2 separate regions of the Zea mays genome follow, and region 2 is linked to region 1. Evidence: chromatin contacts called from public Hi-C data. All regions are on one chromosome and are shown on one strand. Each heading gives the region's core, a stretch centred on a gene start, on an enhancer-like site or on the middle of the called end of the contact. The rest is flanking DNA. Distances are from core to core; before and after follow the strand shown. Region 1 holds the start of LOC103633099 (ornithine decarboxylase). Region 2 holds the start of LOC100280015.

Region 1 (4,030 bases), core at 948-3,447:
TGAGGAGAGCATGCGGGTCTGCGGTCTGCGCGAGCGCGACTGTGCCTCTGCGAGGAGACTAGAGAGCATGCGGGCATGCGGCCATGCGGGTCTGCGTCTCTGCTGCGGCTCTGCGTCCGCGTCCTGGCTTCCTGACTCTGCACTCCGCCGCGAGGTATGTGCCCGATGCGTCGCGTGCGTGCAGTGCCGTGCGTGGGCCAGCACGGTCCGACAGAAGCCCGTCATGCTTTAGGGCCGTGCTGGGCCTTATTTCAACCCATCTGGCCCAGTAAAGCACGATCCGACCCTATTTCGTGCTATCCTGGCCCGACTAACCTAGGTCCGAAGCACGGCGTGCTCGTGCCGTGCCGGCACGGCACAACCCAAGTTGCAGCTCTAGTCTAAGGGTCCATTTGGTAGGTCTCTGGTTTACCAAAAAACAGCTCTATCTCTAACTTTTTTCTAAAAACAGTTTTTTAGTAGTTGAAGCCATTTCGCAAATCGTTTGGTAGAAGCAGCTTATCCTAGAGCCAGAGTCATTCCCCATGTATTAAAACGGAAGAGTCAGACCAAAGTCAGTGAATCTACTATTTCTGGCTTCTTCTGCGTAGTACAAAAATGGTTTTGGCTTTAAGGTGTCTTTTGCAGTAAGTCGTTTTAAGAAATGATGTTTGGCAGGACTCTGCCTTTTTTCTATAGAAAAGCCAGAGTTGAAGCCCTACCAAACGAGCTCTAAGTTGGTGTCTTTGGAGGATGACGAAAACACGTAAAGCCCCTACCTAGCACCTCAACTGCCGGTGCTTCGAGTAAGCACCAACGAGTAAATTTGCGATGCACGTTCTAGGCCTGGATGGTGTGCGAGATGGACCCAAGAGTTATGCTGGTTCAAGTTGAATGTCCCTACCATAGTTTTCGTTGGTTTGTGCTATTGGCATCAGATTGCTCGTAGCAGAGGTTTACAAGCAAGCGAGAGAGGGAAAGGGCTTTCAAGTCACTTCTTGTGTCGTCTTGTTGTGTGTGTTCTGTCTCCCTCTTCTGGTTAAGGCTGACCCTTCCTTTTTTATAACCGAAGGAATGAGCCTCTTACAAGGAAAGTATGAAAAGGTAAAAAGAAGGGGCCTTCCGCCAACGAGATCCCACGATGCGCTGGTACTGTGAGTCGTACTTGTCGTTGCACTTGCCATTGTAATTGTCATCGTTCTTTTAGATCAGAATACTCAGTGTTGCTTATGCGAGAATGGGGCTTCATACCCTCGAGGGTACCTAAGTTTGAGAGGAAGGCACCCTAGAGTTGGTAGCATAGTGTGGCCTACAAGTTTCGGGATGGGCCGGCGCTATGGAAGTTTCGTTCGCACCCTCCAATTTCGTCGACCCTTGTACCTCATAGCTCGTTTGTCAGGGTTCCGTCTGTTTCTTGTACAATGATGGGTACTACAATCGTCTCAGATTCAAAGGAGCATGGGCTTGGTCGGAGAAAAAGGGTGGTCCCTACCTTTGTCACGTTGTGCCGACTAGGACAATAATGGAGGCAGGTATGGGGCGATCGTCCGGTCTTATGAGGCTCTGTCTAGCCTAGTCGACCCTCTCCTCCCGTCTTCACCTCGCCTGACCCTGGAGGTCAGGCCTTGGTCTGTCCCTCGGATGAGGCAGGGGGATTGGGTGACTTAGCCACGGTTCGTTAGGGTCGGCTTGGCTCCTACTGACTCGCGCGCCCGAGGCCTTAGGGTTTTCTACCCCTACACATATGAACCGGCCTAAACTAGCTTGGCTAACTAGCTAGTCGAGCCGACTTCGTTAGTCTAGTTGATATCTTCCTTCACTGTTTGTCACACTAAATATTTTTGATCATCCTTGTAATGTTAGAAATTTCTTAGCATGGCTCAATCCCCACGTTGGCGCGTTTTTTGTGTCAACAAAAACCAAAATTTATTATATGCTTCCTCGTATTTTCTTTAATATGCTAAGCATTTTTTTTTATCAGATTCACTTAACCAGTGGTTATAGAAAAAGAGGATTGAATTTTTCTCTAGCGGAGATGCTTTGAATCGACGCATCGAGCAAATTGCAAATGGACCGAATCGACCACCCTCTCCTCAGGTCAGCAGCTGCAAGCCTCTCCAGTCTCCACCTACCTCTACGGCTCTTCCTGTGTGGCTTTTTGGCCGCGCGGCAGGCCAGGGCGCCGCGTCCTATATGATGGTGCATGTGCATTGTTGCTGGCCCGCTGGGGTCGATTCTGACCGGTCAGCCGCACCCCGGCACCACACCGAACCACATCGCCCTCCCGCGGTGCCTCTCTCCGGCTTCCGGCCCACCTAACCCATTCCAGATTCCACCGATGAAACGTGAGCACCTCCCCCATGGCCAGCCGCGGGCACTCCTATATATGGCGCCAGACTCATGCCGAGCAACCCCGCACACACACCAAGAGACGCGTCTCACCAGACGACCTTCTCGCCTCAGGGCCTGCTTGGCATCACTTGCCAGGTCCGTTGGATCGGTCATCGTCTCGGTGAGTTCGTTGAGCAAAGACATGGAATGAACTGGCAAATAAAACACAAACTGTCTGAAATGCACGAGATATATTTTTTCTTATCTATCTATCCATCTATCTATCTATATCTATCTATCTACCAGACGCGAGTGATCGACCCTGCATAATGACACTACCAGACACGAAGGAAGCTGCAACATTTACATCGTCATCGTTTATTAATAATAACGTGCTCCTTTTTTCCCTTGTATATCTTGGTTTTCAGTCAACACGAGTTCTCCATCGAACAAGTTCGATCCCGCTGCTCATCTATCGCGCGCGTCGTCAATCGTCTCGTCATCACCATGGTTGGAAGCAGCCCCCTGCAGGCCGTGCTGGTGGCCCCCGGCGTCAAGGACAGGAAGGTGCTCGCGTTCAAGCGCGACGCGCTCAAGGACAAGGACGCCGTCTCCGGCCTCATCCACTCCATCCTCGCGTCCAGCCCGGCGCAGCGCAGCGCCTTCTACGTCTTCGACCTGGCCAAGGTCGTCGACCTCTTCAGGGCGTGGCGCCGGGCGCTGCCGGACGCGCGGCCCTGCTACGCCGTCAAGTGCAACCCGGACCCGGCGCTGCTCGGCGCGCTCGCCGCGCTCGGCGCGGGCTTCGACTGCGCCAGCCGCGCCGAGATCGAGGCCGTGCTCGCGCTCGGCGTCCGGCCCGGGGACATCGTCTACGCCAACCCCTGCAAGCCCGAGGCGCACCTCGAGTACGCCGCGGAGGTCGGCGTCAACCTCACCACCTACGACTCCGAGGAGGAGGTGGCCAAGGTCAGGCGCTGCCACCCCGGCTGCGAGCTCCTGCTCCGCCTCAAGGGCCCCGACGGCGGCGACGTCCGGGTCGACCTGGGGACCAAGTACGGCGCGCACCCCGACGAGGTCGTGCCGCTCCTGCGCGCCGCCCAGCGCGCGGGGGTCGGCGTGGCCGGCGTCTCCTTCCACGTCGGCAGCGGCGCGTCCAACCTCCACGTCTACCGCGGGGCCATCCAGGCCGCGCGCGCCGCGTTCGACGCGGCCGCTGCCCTGGGGATGCCGCCCATGCGCGTCCTCGACATCGGCGGCGGCTTCGTGTCCGGCCCCACTTTCGACGACGCCGCGGCCGTCATCAACGACGCCCTCGCGCACCACTTCGGCGACCTGCCGTGCGTCGAGGTGATCGCCGAGCCCGGCCGCTACTTCGCCGAGACCGCGTTCACGCTCGCCGCGCGCGTCATCGGGAAGCGCACGCGCGGAGAGGTGCGCGAGTACTGGATCGACGACGGCCTCTACGGCTCGCTCAACTGCATCATCATGGACCACTACGTGCCCACCCCGAGGCCGCTCGCCAGCCCGCGCCCCGGCGATAAAACCTACACTTCCACGGTCTTCGGCCCAACGTGCGACTCCCTCGACACGGTGCTCACCGGGTACCTTCTGCCAGAGATGAGCGTCGGCGACTGGCTCGTCTTCGACGACATGGGCGCCTACACTACCGGAGCCGGCTCCAACTTCAACGGCTACGCGACGTCAGATATAAAGATCT
Region 2 (4,030 bases), core at 700-3,199, 260 kb before region 1:
TTACGAAAACCAAGCAACAAGAGCAACGAATGAAACACGGATCACACTCTCTCAAGTAACTAAGCACTAATGATCACTTGTTTTAATTGTGGGACTTGCAGAGTTTGGAAGCTTTGAATGTGTCTTGAAATGGATTGCTAGCTCTTGTATTGAATGTGAATGAATAGAGTGCTTGTCTGGAGTGAATGAAGGTGGTTGGGATTGTATTTATAGCATCCAACCACTTCTTAGCTGTTGCTCCAATTCTGTCGACCGCGGACGGTCCACGCCCCTGGTCCGGACGGTCTGCCTCTCCACATCAACGACTGAAATCACAATGGTCAGTAGTAATGACTATATCAACGGCTATAGTGCATTTAATACGGCGTCATATGTCAGATAAAGCAGTCGCGGATGGTCCGACCGTGCACCCCGGACGGTCCGCGAGGACGCTAAAAATGTATTTTACCGAACTCGTCACCTTCGGGGGTTTTCTGGTTTTCCAACGACCGAATGGTCCGAGCTTGAGGCCGGACAGTCCGCAGTTGGTCTCGGACGGTGCTCGCTTCTACTTCGGACAGTCCATAGTGTTAACTCTGTTTTTGCAGTATTCCTGTCCGAGTCTCACCCTGGTGTCATGGACGGTCCGGGCATAGGTGTTTTTCAAAAAGTTTCTCCTGTTCGGAATAATCTACGGTATTCTGGTCAGTCGACTTAGAATAGTTGTACGTAGATGACTTTATGCACCTGAAAAATGATCAACTAGGCAAACTAGTTAGTCTATAAGGTTTTGTGATGGTCGTCAAACAACAAAATCGATTATAGGAAATGTTTGAGGCCATTTTCCTTTCAAGGAATAAGCTAATACATCATCTTCTCACTCCTCACTTTTTTTGTTTGTAGAATGAAATAAGTTGATACAACACAACCTCATTCCTCATAGTTAGTATTAACATGAGGAATGAGGTCATCCCACTAAATTTGAGGAATGAACTTATGATGCACTACCTTAAAGAACTCCAATAATTATGTAAATTTTAGCTCTCTAAATCATAGATTTAAAAAGTTGTGAAATAACTCCGGGAGTAAAAAATGTGAGTTCCCTAATAGTTCTCTAACTATAGGTTGTAGTTTTGTTTTGTATCTATCCACATAAAAAAGTCACAAATATCATCAATTACCTTCATAATGCAGTCAACATTTTTTAGAGGGTTGCTAAATGGTTATCAAATTAGAAAGGAAATGAGGTTAGATGAGAAACGCTAAATTTAGAAAATTCATTTAGGCCCCGTTTGTTTCGTTTCATTTTGAGGAATTAGAATCTTACTAATGGAATATGCTACTTTTTTATAATGTAACATTCCACCACTTCCAAAGTTATCATATAAGACTATCTCAAATTCATGGGGTGAGAGATGGAAATTGATTCTATAGATTTACATGCTATTTTCCCGATGTACAACTTATAGCACACTCTTCTGCTTACTTCGCTATAACATAAATGTGGGATATAACTATCTCTCTCATATGATTTAGGATAATATACAAATATATTACATATATAAATATATGAACTTAATTAGTTTTGTCTAAATTATAATTATTAAAATGGAGTTCAATTCCAAGGAAACAAACGGGACCTTAGGGTAGTTTGACAAACTCATTTTCCCAAGAGATTTCTATTTTTCTTAGAGAAATTAGTTTATTTTTCCCTTAAGAAAATATGAATTACTTAAGAAAATGAAGTTCACAAACTAGTCCTTAGAGAACTGTTGCATAGGTGTTTTTATGTTAACTACATAAATTATTAATTTGGAAGTCTTTTCGACAACTACCGAAGTTACTCTGATCTTATATGCATTATTTACTTGAACCAAACACCTCATAAATCTCCTTTTATTCAAGTTTAACTAGAAAAATATTTATCTCCACCTATCACCTTCGATTCCTCCTAACCTCGCCGGTCCACCTGCAACCGTGACGGTTCTTGTTCTTCTTCCCACCCAGCGTGCGCTCCCTCTTCCTCTTCCCCTTCTCTCTCGGCGACGACTGGGTGGCCGTAGCTGCCTCCATACGCCTGGTGCCCTGGTCTTCTTCGGGCCATTCGCCGGCCGCGAGCACCACCAAGTACGCCCACCTCTTGGTATTCACTTCCTGGTGTACAAAACCGAGCACCCAAACCCTAACTTATTATTTGCATTCGGATCTGTTCCAACTTCATTGTACTTGCATGTATTCTGCCTACAAACTTAGACTTTTAGCAAAAAATATTCTGGCGTACATGTGTACACCCATGTCCTTTACTGGGTTCGCCCCTTTCCAGTAGACCGGCTGTTCGGCTTTGGTGGCATTAGTTCAGGTTGGCGATTGACGACACATAAATAGGGGTTTTAGCATTCTTTTCTACAGGGCCATAAGGCAGATTGTGCTTAGGATGCCTGTAGCATAGGGTTATCCGAAGGCACCTGAATGATGCATAGTCTGTCCTCTGTTCATCTTCAAAATTGTGTCCTTTTCTTTCTCCTTTTATTGCTAGGAATATCACACAATACATTGCAGATCTTAGCTATTTTGTTTTTGTTCCCTTTTCTTGCCCTGACTTAAATTTGTCTTTTCCATCCTAGAAGGGAGAGCTTCCCAGGTAGAGCTGTTTCTCCGTACTCTAGCAGATGGCAAGGATAAAGCCTAAGCAATTGCTAATCCAAAGCAAAACAAAGAAGGCTCCATCTCGAATCAGCTACTCTACTATCATCACATGGAACTTGATTGTCATATTGGTTGTGCTATCTCTCTATGCTACCTACAGCCATTGGCATCAAAGGTTAATGTCCTTTCCGGAAACCTTTTTTGGGTTTAATTTACTATTTTTTTTGCACCTAGCACACTTATATATTGCAATAAGTTGAGATGAAGTAAGCTCATGCCGATCTTTCTGTAGTTGTTGAATAAGTAGTGCAATATATATTTCTGCTCAGCATTCCTCTATTGATGAGTTCAACCTCAGGTCTGCCCAAGACTTCGAAATGGAGCTTCATGAAGCTGAGGTAAGTTACACAATCTTACAAAAATCTAGTGCTAGAAACTGTGCTTGTATTGTTTACAATTAATGAATCTGCAACTAGGCACATGTCATTTGTATTTAGGTGACATTATCTCTCTTTTCCCCATTAAATAACTTTTTATGGCCTAGTGACTATACTAACTGATATAGTGGAAAGCGTGTTGCACGGTTAGTATCATAACTATACATTTTGGGCTTAGCTCATTGACGTGACTATTAGAATTTGTTTCTTATTCATTCTGGCAACAGAACCAATGATAATTCTTGTTTATATGAAATATATAGGGCCGTCTTCTGCATTTTCTCTATTGAATTTGATTTCTTTAGAGTTCATTTGTGACAAAATGGAACATCTATTTTAATGTGGTCTTTAATGCTTAATAAATTTTCCTTGATAATTTTTTATAAGTTTTAAGGGAATCAGACATCAAAGGTTAAACTCATTGATTGTCTTCTTTTGTTCATTTGTTTCAATCAAGCTTGCTGTGAGACCGGAGGATCCAAAAATGATAAGTAGACCAAGATATGCGGTAAGTTTTGTTGTTCACTCTTCTCAACTCAATTTCTAAATAAACCACCAGATATTGACCACACATTTAATCAATCATTGAATGTAACTTGGGAATATTGTATCTTTTTATGTATGTTGTATATGCATTATAGTTTGCTGTGCTGCTACTGACATATTAATCAGTCTGTGGTTTATTTTCTTCAAGCATGATATGCTTAAAGGATATGACACTTTGGTACATCTTTAAAAAATATTTTTCTGCTAAGGATGTATGAATTTGCATGTGGAAATACAACTTTTATTGTAGCATAGTGAGTTATGTCCTTTTGTGTGAAGTGTGAATCCCATTATCCAAACAAGGTAATGGTAACAATGTTTGTTAAGTGGGGATGATTGGTGTTCTTTTTGATGTTCTATACTGCTCAAACTATGCTCATGAAATGATGAAATCTGAGTCAGTCAGTACTGACTAAAGTTTA

What was found. Hi-C and Micro-C count contacts between places; a contact is called where the count stands out from the background.
Region 2: a Hi-C map of endosperm shows a contact between it and region 1, with 5 times the contacts expected there. The contact joins the promoter of LOC100280015 here to the promoter of LOC103633099 in region 1. A contact is called at or near these places in 3 of 25 Hi-C or Micro-C datasets (ear, endosperm and tassel).

What each region holds. Positions count from the first base shown.
Region 1 is chr7:150,016,778-150,020,807 of Zm-B73-REFERENCE-NAM-5.0, reverse strand. It overlaps LOC103633099 (ornithine decarboxylase), which reads left to right and starts at 2,197. Exons shown (of 2, transcript XM_008654778.3): 1 at 2,197-2,491; 2 at 2,739-4,030. The coding sequence starts at 2,340.
Region 2 is chr7:150,272,867-150,276,896 of Zm-B73-REFERENCE-NAM-5.0, reverse strand. LOC100280015 reads left to right here and starts at 1,949. Exons shown (of 8, transcript NM_001152961.1): 1 at 1,949-2,122; 2 at 2,604-2,800; 3 at 2,984-3,023; 4 at 3,520-3,570. The coding sequence starts at 2,649.